Regions from separate parts of the Mus musculus genome. Here regions 2 and 3 are each linked to region 1. Evidence: chromatin contacts called from public Hi-C and HiChIP or PLAC-seq data. All regions are on one chromosome and are shown on one strand. The core of a region is the stretch at or near the end of the contact, and the rest is flanking DNA. Distances in the headings are between cores, read along the strand shown. Region 1 overlaps Gm33439 (a long non-coding RNA gene). Region 2 has its middle 4.8 kb from the start of Gm33624. Region 3 overlaps Gm33624 (a long non-coding RNA gene).

Evidence for each region. A called contact is a pair of places that touch in the nucleus more often than the background predicts. HiChIP or PLAC-seq counts read pairs in DNA pulled down with a chosen protein or histone mark.
Region 2: a Hi-C map of liver shows a contact between it and region 1, with 2.2 times the contacts expected there. The contact joins two enhancer-like sites. A contact is called at or near these places in 2 of 484 Hi-C or Micro-C datasets (both in liver) and 3 of 115 datasets of contacts at active chromatin or transcription factors (memory CD8 T cells, pancreatic cancer cells and regulatory T cells).
Region 3: a contact with region 1 is called in an HNF4G HiChIP or PLAC-seq map of pancreatic cancer cells. The contact joins two enhancer-like sites. A contact is called at or near these places in 1 of 15 datasets of contacts at CTCF or cohesin (large pre-B cells), 1 of 484 Hi-C or Micro-C datasets (myocytes) and 1 of 115 datasets of contacts at active chromatin or transcription factors (pancreatic cancer cells).

What each region holds. Positions count from the first base shown.
Region 1 is chr10:118,763,699-118,767,993 of GRCm38.p6, reverse strand. All of the region lies in intron 1 of Gm33439 (a long non-coding RNA gene), which reads right to left. Among named protein-coding and RNA genes, the nearest start is that of Gm33439, 19 kb to the right of the region's middle. Within about 2 kb of position 1,958, at least 122 of the 459 cell types and tissues checked have an H3K27ac peak or open chromatin away from gene starts, as enhancers often do. A contact at or near this core is called in liver, memory CD8 T cells, pancreatic cancer cells and 1 more, where this site is marked.
Region 2 is chr10:119,009,885-119,014,179 of GRCm38.p6, reverse strand. No RefSeq gene overlaps it. Among named protein-coding and RNA genes, the nearest start is that of Gm33624, 4.8 kb to the right of the region's middle. Within about 2 kb of position 2,444, at least 64 of the 459 cell types and tissues checked have an H3K27ac peak or open chromatin away from gene starts, as enhancers often do. A contact at or near this core is called in liver, memory CD8 T cells and regulatory T cells, where this site is marked.
Region 3 is chr10:118,986,772-118,991,066 of GRCm38.p6, reverse strand. It overlaps Gm33624 (a long non-coding RNA gene), which reads left to right. Exons shown (of 4, transcript XR_872094.1): 3 at 374-516; 4 at 3,766-4,295. Among named protein-coding and RNA genes, the nearest start is that of Gm33624, 18 kb to the left of the region's middle. Within about 2 kb of position 2,531, at least 26 of the 459 cell types and tissues checked have an H3K27ac peak or open chromatin away from gene starts, as enhancers often do. A contact at or near this core is called in pancreatic cancer cells, where this site is marked.

The DNA of each region.
Region 1 (4,295 bases), core at 709-3,208:
TTGTGGCTGAGAGGGGACATATTCTTCTCAATGTCACACCCTCAGTGACATAGTCCTCAACCCTTATTCTCCTGATTCTACACAGAAGAGTGTCACCCCCACAGCCTGTCTCCTCAGTGTACTTTTCTGTCACACTTACTTCGTGTTTCTAGCCTTCAGCCCTAATCTAAAATTTCCCAGCACATATTCCATGGAGCATAGGACTGGCCTAGCAATTATCTATAGAAAAAGGAATCTGCGGTCAAACTGGTTTCTGAAAAGCTAAATTTAAAGCAATTCTTTAGAGTGAGACTTTCCGAAGCTGCCAGTCTGCCATGAATAGCAGAATCTTCAAGAGCTGGGAAAGATGCTCTGAAAATATTCCGCCAAAGAATTTTTCACTCATTTCCCCCGAACATAGAAATAATTCTTCTTCCTCTTCCTCTTTCTTCCTCTTATTCCTCTTCCTCCTCTTCTTCCTCCTCCTCCTCTTCTTCTTCTTCTTCTCTTCTTCTTCTTCTTCTTCTTCTTCTTCTCCCTGCCCCTTCCTCTCCCCCTCTCCCCCTCCCTCTCACTCTCTCTCTGTGCATGTGTGCATGTGTGTGTATGTGTGTGTGTGTGTGTGTGTGTGTGTGTGTGTGTGTGCATGTGTGTGTGGGGTACACTTTGAAAAATGCAGCTCATGTCCATTAGAAAAATAATTATCAGAGAATATTCTTCATATAGGAGACAGGTTCTGGATAGCAAGCTTCATTCATCCCCTGCAAGAAGAAGCTGAGGCAAAGAAATGACGTGTGTCAAGGATCTCTTCCTTTGCAATGAACTCTGGGTGGGATACTTCAGTAGCATGAACAAGAATTAGAACTGTAAAAATACGTGTTTACATTCCGCATCTTATCTGATTCATGTGCGCCTCTTAACACCATGAGGCTGACACTATTCTCGGATTTTTCTAGGTGCTAAACACTAGTTCCAAAGTTCACCTGCAATAACGGCCAGCTAGTTAGCAGCAGACCTTGAACTCCTGCTCATATGTGAAGCAAAGGTGAGACCAATCTCCTTCATATTAACAAGTACATAACCATCAGCCAACCTCCCTTACACACAGCAGCGAGAATGGCTTTTTTCCTAACACAAAAAGGGTTAGAAATGAAAGCTAAGACCATTGGGGTGGGGGATGGGGGGAGAGAAGCAGACAAGGGCCTGAATGTGGCCACATGATTGTTTATATCCCTATCCAAGGGAAAAGCATGGGAGGGTCACATCGAGAATAGCTCAGTGTCCAATATCAGCACCAGTATGAGCTCTGCTAGAGGTAGAGATTGGGAAATGTCCTCACATATCCCAATCATTTATTTTCTGTTGTAAATGCAAAATTCTCAGTAAGAGTTTACAGCAGAATGGCAACCTATTTAAGGAAAAGAGAGATTCTGTAACTTCTTAGGACATGGATAAGAGAGAGCAGATTCTTTTACATAAAGCATGTTGTGGGAGTCATGTTGCCATCACAGAGATCTTGTTCCCTGTAGCGGTAGATTCCCTCCTCCTGTTTATTTATTTGACCACATTCTGTTTTTCTAGCTGTTTGAGTTGAACTTCTGTGCTACCGGCTGATAACAGATCCAGGCCTGAGCAGGGCAGGCAGGGCTGTCAGTCGCCTCACATAACCTTAGCTGATAGACTTTGAGAGTCATGTTTTGAGTTCTTATCCTGAGTTCAATATGCCTGGGATTAGTCTCTGAATCACACAGCCTTTTACGACTGCTGTGGCAGCCTAGGCACACAAGGGGCTTCCCCTAGGCAGGCCACAAGTTCCTTGTTGTGACAGGCACTCTGTTTTGAAAGGCATTCGCTTCTGAGTGCAGACTGTTTACTATCTGTTATCCTTAAAAGGCCCTTGCCTAGATTCTGCTTAAGACTGGACCGTGATCTGTGCACCTGACACGACTGGCTGAAGTTTGCCCTGTGTGTACAGGAAAACACACACCCTCCCTGGTACAAATTCCAACCTTATCAAGTACTATCAGCGTCACCTCATGTGAGTTACTCAAGCGTCCTGGCCTTTGTCCCCCTCACCCATAGAGAGGGTACACTCTAAGGCCCCCTTCACAGGAGGGAGGTTATTTATTAGGAGTGGTCCATTCCCCCTCCCCGGTCTGAGGAGGACTTAGGGGCTATGCCGATATTGATTAGTGTGTTTTTCACAACTTGCAGCTAGTTGAACAGTGAGGACATTTATGGCCTCATAGGAGATGAAGTCTAGAGTCAGGAGCTCTGTGGCTCCTACAATCTAATGAGGGCCTCAACGGTTCAGCTTCCGTTTTCTGTCTCTGCATAGCTGTGTACCCAGAGGAGTTCGTCAGCAGTAACTCCTCTCCTTGGTGATGAAGCCACGGATACCAAGGTGCTGTTCATCTCCCTCTGGATTCTGGGAGAGTCTTCTCTCTGGTTTCTGGAACCCCAGTTCTTTCTGTTGCTTTGTTCAGACGAACTAAAATTAGGCCATTCTCTTGACTGGTAATTTTAACTGAAGGTGCTGGCTGTTTTGATGTTTCTGAACCACCATAGTGAACAAAATACCACGATTGCCCCGGCCTCATCAGGGCTCTTTCGAATATTACTGAAGGTATCTATCTAGTAAGGAGAGAGTGTCGTGAATGTTAAGAATAAGACTGCATCACATGGGCGCTGGGGAGATTGTTTTGTGATGTGTTTGCATTGCATACACACTATGGGATGAGTTTGGATCCCCAGCAATATATAAACGCCATGCCTACCAGTGTACAGTGGAATCCCAGATATGCAGATCTGCCTAGCAGCATCAGTATGCAAGCCAATGCCAGTGTGGGTGGGGACCAGCAAGAATCCCTGCCAGCAAATCAGTGTTTCTGAACCTTCTTAACGCTGCGATCCTTTAATACAGTTCCTTATGTTGAGGTGACCCCCGGCCATAAAACCATTTTCGTTGCTACTTCCTAATGGTAGTTTTGCTGCTGTTATGACTTGTAATGTAAATATCTGATGTGCAGGATATGTGGTATTTGACCCCTGTGCAAGGGTTGTTCAAAGCCCAAAGGAAAGTTGAAGCCCTTAAGTTGAGGACCATTGGTCAAGATGAAGAGCTAAAGGCAATAAAAACTGTTAAGAGAGAGAGAACTAGCATTCACCACAAATAAACTCCCTAAATAGTTATCCAAACTCAAATGTTCAGCCTTAAAATGCGCGCGCGCGCGCGCGCACACACACACACACACGCACACACACACACACACACACACACACACATTATATCTATATCTAATCTATATATCTCTTTTTTATCTATATCTATCTTTTTGTCTATCTTATCTATCCATCAATCAACTATCTATCATCTACCTATCTGTCCTATCTATCTATCTATCTATCTATCTATCTATCTATCTATCTATCTATAATCTATCTATAATTTAACTATCTATCTCATATATATCTTTATAACCAACACTAAATGGACCTAGCAGGTTGCATCTATACACTTATTTTCATATGCACATGTGCCTAACAATAATAATTTAAAAATAAGAGGCCATGAATTTGAAAAAGGAGTGGGGGTCATGGAAGGGGTTGGAAGGGGGACAGGTATAGGGATAAATAATGTGATACTATTTTAATTAAATAAAACAAGAAAAAAAAACAGTTACCTGTTGCGTGTAGTTTTAGCTCCTGGGGGAGGTGCACTACCAGCCACCCGCCCAGGGTCTCTTTGGATCCACCGATGAAAGACACACACACACACACACACACACACACACACACACACACACACTGCTTTATCTTTAACATGTCTTACTGGCTCAGTGGCTAGGCACTTCTAAGCCTTCCTCGGCTAGCATGCCCATGCCCTTCCCTATGGTACTCCTGGCTAAACCCCTTCCAAATGTACCTTTAACTTTGCTTCCTGGTTACTGTCTGTGATGCCCAAGACGCTTCTGGACTGCCGTTCCGTGGGCCTCTTTCCCTTTCCGCCTACATTTTATATGATCTCCCCTGCAATTCTGAGTCTGTTCTCTCTCTCTCCCTCAAGAATCTCAATTTCCTCTCTCTCCCTTTGTCTTAGCCTGAGCAACTCTAAGGGTCCCGCCCTGTCTCCCTTTTCCCAGCCATTGGCCACTGGCATCTTGATTGACAGATCAAAAACTAACTGGGGACAAGGACCTTCAGCGTTGGTAGTCGATTCCCGATTCAATTAAAGCATCAAAACCACTCCCCTGTGATTACTGTAGTAGAGACAAAGGAAACATTGTGGAAAGCCATTGATTAAGACACCCGACATT
Region 2 (4,295 bases), core at 1,195-3,694, 250 kb before region 1:
CTGGCTTCTAGTGTCTGCGACGGGAGAATGGTCTAGCCCACAGTGTGTGTGTGTGTGTGTGTGTGTGTGTGTGTGTGTGTGTGTGTGTACACTTCCCTTAGGTGTGGACTGTTTCCAGTTCTCACAGGACTCTGCACTCTGAATGAGACGAATCACTAGACTAGGCGGGCCTTTTTTTTACCTTTGAGGAAAGAGTGAGGATCAGCATTTTTGCAAGTTAGCAGGTGCTTGGGGGCTCGGAACTAAAAATGGTGGCATATTTTTGGCCTTCTCCAGCAAGGCAGAGTTATTTTGGTAGAATGAGGGTGTTTTTTTTTTTTTTTTTCAGGAACTTGTGAAAATAATTACAGATAAGCCCTACATTGAAAGGCTCGCTCTGCCTTTACAGAGCAGGCACCAGACCTACTCCTTTCTGGGTACCTACTCCTTTCTGGGTACATCAGGCCGGGCCCTACAGCATCATCCTTCTTAGGAAAAGAGCTCTTTCTGCAACCACAGAGTTATTACGGCAGCTGCAGAGCCCGGCTGGAGGCCAGTGTCCATCCAGGTAACCCAGCAAGCATCCTGGATGTGACAAGGAGCAGGGCCTCTGGGGAAATGCCAGACTGGGACAACCAGAAGGTGTGCATGTACACATACACATGTGTGTGTGTCTGTCTGTATGTATGTGTCTGTGTACTTTTATTGTGTGTGTACCCATATGTATGTGTCTGTGTGTGTGCTTGTATGTGTATATATGTGTGTGCATGTGTGTGTGTATGTGTACCCATATGTGTATATATGTGTGTACTTCTGTGTGTGTACCCATACGTATGTGTCTCTGTGTGTACTTACATATGTATATATATGTGTGTGTGTGTGTGTGTACTCTTATGTGTGTATGTGTGTGTACTTGTATGTGTGTGCACCCATATGTATTTGTCTTTGTGTGTACTTATATGTGTATATGCATGTGTGTATGTGTGCGTATGCGTGTATGTATGTGAGTGCAGTCTGTGCCTATCTGTGCCTGTCTGTCTGAGCATCTCTGTGTGTCTGGATCTTGAAATTATTAGGAACCCCACCTTCTCTGTGAAGTACAAATCAGATGGTCCCTTCTACTATTCTAGAGCAAAGGCTTTCGATAACAAAAGGGAAAGACCGTTCCCTTGCTCTGCTGAACTCTTTCTGTCTTCAATTCCTCATTGTGGAAAATGGGGAAAGTTCTGGAAAAACAAGATAGACCTACTCCTGACCATTAAAGACTAAGTGACCTATGGCCAATCTCCTTCGATGGCTAAAGTGCATTCTACTGATTGCCCGCCTGCTCTGTGCCAGTCATGGACTAAGTATGGGGTGTTGGGGGGGCAATCTTTTAAGTCACTCGGCTATTAATGGCCTTGTCTATGCTGGAACTGCAGAGTTATAAAATATTCATGATATAAACTTTGCTTGCCAGATGAGGATCAAAGGCAGCGAGGAAAGGCAAAGGAAAAAGTCATAATTGGAGAGAAGAGTGTTAGTAAAGCTAAAAGGACAGTGCGAACTAACTTGGAGAGCTTTCCAGTGGACAGCCTACCCATGTGCAGTGTCCAAATGGAGGGAGTTCTAACAATAAGCCAGCAAGTCAAAGCCAGAAGCCTGGAAATGCAGGACTTGAAGCCCCAAGGACTGTCATAAGCAGCAAGCCAGGAATCAGGACCATTCACTCACACATAGGTTTTCTAACAATGTAAAGGACAAGTGAAGTCTCCTAATCATTTCCATATATCTCTATTCTGGATGAGATTTTCTTGATAGCACCAAATACCCACAGCACCAAGTATCTGATAGCACTAAGTACCCACAGCACCAAGAACCTGATAGCACCAAGTACCCACAGCATCAAGTACCGATAGCACCAAGTACCCCATAGGACCAAGTACCTGATAGCACTTGATAGCACCAAATACCCACAGCACCAAGTACCTGATAGCAGCAAATATTCACAATACCATGTACCCGATAGGGCCAAGTAACCATAGCACCAAGTACCTGATGGCACCAAGTACCTAATAGCACTTACTCTTTGCGTGTTTGCAGGGTGATCTCAAAACTCCTTTGCATTTCTACTCACGTCACATGGTTAATATGCAATGTCAGTCTATCTACTGACATTGACTTCGTCTCTTTTATACATACATACAGAGAGACAGACAAGAGGGAGACAGAGACACAAAGAGTCAGAGACAGAGACTAGACCAAGAAAGAGAGAGAGGGCACCTGCCTTTCCTTACAGTCTAGGTTCCCTGGAGGCTCTTCCTGGAGAGCTCCCCCTGGATCCTCTCTGGACACTCCCTGTTGCATTTTAACCCAGCCTGTGTTGCCTCCCTTCCTTCTGCCTGCAGAACTCTGCATATCCCCATCTGCCCTTGGCAAACCCCAGTTCATTACTCAACACTCAGTTCCAGAGTCTCCTCCTTTATGAAGACTCTGGATCCTGACTTGTGTTTACAACCCGCTTGCTTACGCTTGTCTCCGTACGTGCTCCCAGGGCTGTGTCCAGCTTGCTCTCCCACGCCTTCTCTCTCAGTGTTTCCCCAGTGGGGTGCATGGTTTTCACTCAGCAATAAAAAGGGACTACTCTTTAGGGTTGGGGTACCAGACAGGTGCAAAGCCAACAGTCCCTTCCAATCCTTCCCGCTGGGAATTAGGGAGAACTGGGAACAGAAGAGGGAACAGAGGCACAGGAGCGTTGGAAATATGAATGGAACAGACGTCCCAGTACCTGAGCTTTTTAGAGATTCCAGTCTGTCCTCCTGCTCTTCTAGAGGGTTAAGAGGAGGGAACATGCTTCAGAAAGGGACATGCTTTGTGTTGGTTTTGTTGTACTTTTCCTGATTTTGATAGGTATTTATAAGCGGGAGCACCGGGGCCGTTCAGTTTTCATTACCTAACTTGGCATTTTCTCTTGTACACACAGCAACTCCGAATCCTCCCCATAGCCTGTAACCACATCCCCCACTGGGCCTAACGCTAAATCAACACTGTCAGTTAAAAACAAACACTGACAGGTGCGGAGCGCATTGAGCTAGGGAGGACGTTTATCCCGAGCTGGGTTTAGCAAACTGAGGGGGAGAAAAACCAATCCTGATTTGGCCAGCCCTTTGGGTTTCCACACACAGGGGGACAGGAGAGGCCACCAAAGGCTTGGAAGACTGCCAGGGTCCCTCCCACACCAGACTCACCTGGGAGAGGGCAGGAGAAACACTTAGGCTTTTGCAAGGACACTCAGGGTTTCTGTCCAGGTCACTCAGGGCTTCTTAGCAGAGGCCCGCCCAGAAGAGTGTTTTTGAGAGGCCGGAACTCCTAGGTGTCCTTAGCTGTAACTCCTGGTGGGGACCAGAGACTGATCAAGGTCAGGAGATTTTTCAGAGAGCTGTCAATGGGAAAACAGCCTTGTGTCCCAACAGTGGCTCCAGTTCTTGTGTACTTCTATGTGTGTACTTGTATGTGTGTGCACCCATATGTATTTGTCTTTGTGTGACACTTCTTGTGTCTTTAGTGGGAAGCCGTGTCCGGGTAGTTGTTGCCTGAACCAGGTGACTGATCTTGAATTATAGGATTGATCACTGCTTGGTTTTGTTGTTGTTGTTTGGTTGGATTTTGGTGCTGGTGATATAACCAGGGATTCTCCCAGAGTATGCAAATACATTGCCAAGAAGCGATACCCCCTCATCCCACTACAAGGACTGATAAGTGGACCCAGATTGCATGAGGCATGTGCTGTATGCCAGTCTGCCTTGCATATTTCACAGGTATTTCTGTCTTTATGCCTCACATTGATCTGGAGAGTGGCTGCCTTTACTTCATCCCCACTGCTTTGCAGAGTTGCGATGGAGGAACACAGGGATACGTTGACTCATACAAGTGATGCAGCTAGCAGGTCTGTAATGGAGCCAGTTACATACTGCCAGCTACTTGACCTCAGAAGATGGGTCATTGGGCCATTAGCATATTGCCCTGGATCTGAGAATGCTCTACTGTGTAATAGAATCATCTGGGGTGTGGGTGGCATTTAAAATGGTCAGTGCCAGAGTTTACCTCCCCAAAGATATTGATTTTTGTGTTTGGGGTATTAAATTATATTTATGTCATATGGTGTATGAGTGAGTGTGTGTATAGTTTAGGGTGTGTGTATGTGTGACCTATATTGTGTAGGAGAGTGTGTGTGTTGTGGAGAGTGTGTGTGTGTTGTATGTGAGGGTGCATATGTGGTATGTGCTATTGTGTGTGTGTGTCTTGGAAGAGCGTGTATATGTGTGTGTTGTATGTGA
Region 3 (4,295 bases), core at 1,282-3,781, 220 kb before region 1:
TCATGAAGGTAATCTCAAAGCTGGGAAGACATGATCTTGTAGATTTTTCCTGGACCTCCAAGACATCTGTCTGATATTCTAGATTACGGATTTCTTCTTGTCCTCTTGGGCATGAACAAGTCACTTCCAGACAGAGGCAGAATTATTTTAATAAATGTACTGTGGAGCTTTAAGTCAGGCCCACACAGAGGGATGGCAGGTGTGAACATCACAGATAGAATGGCCTCACAGTCAGCTCCGTGAACTCAGTCTGCAGTTAAGGCTCTTGTCCTGGTGGGGCAAAAGATAACACTAGAATCCCCCAAGTGGTGTTGTTACACAATTTTAAGTGCTGTCCTGCAGCCTCTTGCCAGGGTTTGTCCTTCCTTTCCAGCCCCCGTGGCTTGCTCCCTGCATTCCAAAATGCTGGATGAAGAAAGAAAAACACGAAGCATAGAAACCGTTTGTGGCGACGTTTTTGGATCACTTCTGGTCTTGTTTTGACAAGCAGGGGCTTGCAGCTACTTTTGATTTCAGGTGGGTATGATTATTAAGCAAGAATAAGGCTCATGAAGGCCAGCCTGGTGCTCTAGGCCTACGATCCCAGCAGCTCTTGAGGCTGAGGCAGGAGGATTTCAAATTTAAGCCTTGCCTGGGCCAGCTTGGCCAATTCAGTGAACCCCCATCTCAAAATAAAAATGAAGGATGAGGGATCTAACTTGTTAGGTTCAATCCCCAGGAACCAAAACACAAAAATTAAATTAAGCCCCTTGTTCCTACTCAAGAAAGGACAGAAACATAGTCAAGACAGATTAGGTTTTTATGGGCTTTCCTGTGAAAACAAAGCCTTCTGAGCTGATAAGCCAGGAGGATTTTTGTTCAAACTGTGTATCCTTTGTGGGGCAGTTGACTTTTCTTCCATTCTACTTTCATCCGGGTGCCCAGGCTGACGGAGTAACTTCCATCAGATTTGTAATGGTGTTCCAGAGGGACAGGAAGCAGGGTGAGCCACTTGCGCCCCTGAAGCATCTGTTTATAGGAGATGTTTGTCATTCCTGATGGGGTTTCGCTGACCACCACCGGCCAAGTGGCCACACCCCAGGCTAACAGATGTTTAATCCCTGCCGGACCGCTTCCACAGGGAGGGGTTCTGAAATACTTAGCGAGGGTGTGGTAACATAATCGACCACACCCAAGAGTATAAAATATTTAGCATACGATAAAGATACCTTTCAGATTATTCAAGGGATGGGCAAGACAACAAATGGTCCTGGGAAAGCTGGGGAAGATAATATTATAGATTACCTCAAGTCATATAGAAATGGCTTACAACGGATTAGTGATAAATAATTGGAAATAATATAGACAATGATTCATTTTGTAACATTGCTTATGAAGGGTTCTCTTGTTTTCCACAGCATGATTTATTTGTTAACTTTTTTTTTTTTTTTTTTTTTTTATGTGTGGTAGGGAGGGAAAACTGCTGGGGCCAGAACATGGGGGAAACGTGAAGGCTCACCTATGCCAGGCAAATTCTTTGCCACTGAGCCATGCCTCCTTCCCCTGTAAGTCTCCATCAAAAGGCATAAAACAAAAGGTGGAGACGATAAGGGTCCAGTCTAGTACAGCTGATATAGAAAAGGCAGAGTCTTCAGTAAGACCATAAACGAAGCCAATCAAGAGGCAGGAACAAAGGGTGGGCAGGGTTGGAGCTGCTTCTATGCTCATGCTAGTTATGTTCCCCCCAAAACCTGTTTTCAGTGTCTCCCATGAACGGAAGACACTGAGGGACTGCCCACAGTAGGTTCTCATTAGTAAATAAAGATGGCGATAGCCAATGGTCAGGCAGAGAGGCAGAGGTGGGACTTCTAGGATTCTCTGGGCAAGGGACCAAGGGAGGAGGGAGGAGGGAGGAGGAAGGAGGGAGATCCGAGGTGTCGAAAGAAGGAGAACCAAGATCCCACACCAGAGAGGAGCGGGTCAGAGAACATGGCCGCCCTGTAGGACCCAGGGGAACACAGTTCAAGAGGGCTACATGACTGGGCCCAGGGCAGCAAAGATGGAATATAGATTTTAGTAAGTAATAAAATGGGGATATCAGAGAGGGGTGGATTAGCCATGTGGAGGTTAGGAAATGGCTCAGCCATTTAGTTGTTTTAGGCATATCAGAATATAAAGTGTGCATATTTAATTTGGGAACCCAGAACACTGGGGCAGGTATGAAGGAGCGTTGCTGCCACTGCTGCCACTAAGATCAGACTGAATAGCATTCATTGGGTACAGCTATACAGGGTAGCTGGGCCTGTATGTCCTCATCCGTGCAGTAGCCCAGTGTGGACTGATATGTTTCAAGGGACAGTGCATCCGTAGTGAGCACACACAGGCTTTTTTTCATCATAATTTTCCCATAATAATGTAAAGCAGTGACCATGACCGGAACCCACAAGTCTACATGATGATGAGCTATTTGCAAGCACTGCACCATTTGCATAGAGGATTGAGCATCTAGAGAGCCTGGTAGTCTCTCAAGGTCTCGGGACCATGCACCAGAGGATGCTGAGTCATCACTGTATTTCCAGTTTAAACAGAAGAGTCCTTACTAGTATGACAAAGCGTTCTTACTCAACAGAAAGGCAAACATGTGCTCTGTCTTGGTGCCAAGGAGGGCCATTTTACCAGAAGGAGCCTTTCTTCCCAGCCATCCCTGAACCTGTCTGCTGTTTCCAAAGTGGCAACAAAGTAGCAGCTCGTACCAGGGTGCAGAGAACAGCAGGGGACTCCCGAGGCTCCTTCCATCTTTCTCGGCAATGATCTTCCGAGCTATCTTTGGAAAGCCTTGTTTGACAGCAGCCTTGTGACTCAGGTGCAACTCAAAACGAAGCAAACTGGTTTGGTTTTCTTCTCTCATCTGACTCACTCACCTGAAAGACTCACTGGTCTTTCTCCTGGCTAGGAGAGTGGGGTGGGTGCAGGACCTCAGGGATCAGGGCCCTGAAGTCCCCAGCTCCTCACCCTTCCCACTCTGCTCCCCTGAACATCCATGGTTGACAGAGGGCTCTGGGCAGCTCTCAGCTGACCACTACTCAATGAAACACTTTTTTAGAGCAGTCAGTCAGGCCAGGAGCTTTGGGGAAACAAACACACCCTTGCATTCTCCGTCATTAGCCCATTTCTTCCCAGGCAGAATAGAGGTCTGGTGTCCCTCCATGCTAAGACAGCTTCTTCAGCAGATGGTTTGTGCTTCTCAGCCTTGAAGGAGGGTGGAGCTTCTTACAGAAACATGGTAGAGATGCTTGCTTCTTGGTGTTTCTGAATTCCATAGATGCACCACACGTTCCTTCTCTGAGACCTGTGGAGTCACCCCCTCCCCCTTCTTAACTCCATTTCTCCCTGTTCGCCTTACACAGACAGCATTGTTCTAGATTCTTAGTTCCATGAAACACACACTTCTCTGACGTGCTTGGCTATTTGCTGGTCCAATTTCCCATCTGGTGATGGTATTGCTAATCTTCTCTCAGGAACTTTAGTCAGTCTGCTTATTGGGATTCCCCACTAAGCTGTGTGATTTTAAAGTCAGGGAGTGGCTTTGCCCCCACTGTCTTCTAGCCCCTAGTCCAGTTTAAGCATAGTAAACGATTGCTGACCGTATTTGCTACCAGGTGTTTCCTTGGCACCGGGTTAAAAAGTACCTGAGCTGTAAAGCTGGGTGTGTGGTGGGTGGACCAGTGATGTCTGATGGTTGAGGCCTGGGCACCTTCTTCAATCTGGTTTTTCTTGTAACCACAGATAAAGCACACACTGGGAAAGCTCACTCCACGGCGATGAGTCCTGATAGAAAGATTATGGCATGGAAGGACAGCTGGGCAGAACAAACGAAAAACAAACAAAACCAAAGCCTACATCTCAGGCGCTGGTGTGCGTTTTCTGTTAAGAAGCAGGGAACTTCAGATCCCACTGACAAAGGCCAAGTCGCTCACAGAACATTATATGTGTTCCAAAAGACATCTCGCCAAGGACAGTAAATAAATTGGTTGTACTTCCTTTAAGGCCAAAACGATGTCTAACATTGGTTTTCTGGCTCTTCAGTCTCATTCCTCAGTCTAAACACTGTCCCTCATAAACCCACCTTGCAACTTTGTCTTCAGAAGGGAATGCTTTAGCTTTTAACCTTGTTATAAGCTGCATTCTTTGAACAATGTTAAGAAAGGGGTTTTCTTAGCAACCTCTAACGATTCTCTTGAGAGCAGCAACCAAGAACATATATAAAGAATCCTAATAGTGACACTTCCTTCAGAAGCCTGTATCTACATTTGGGT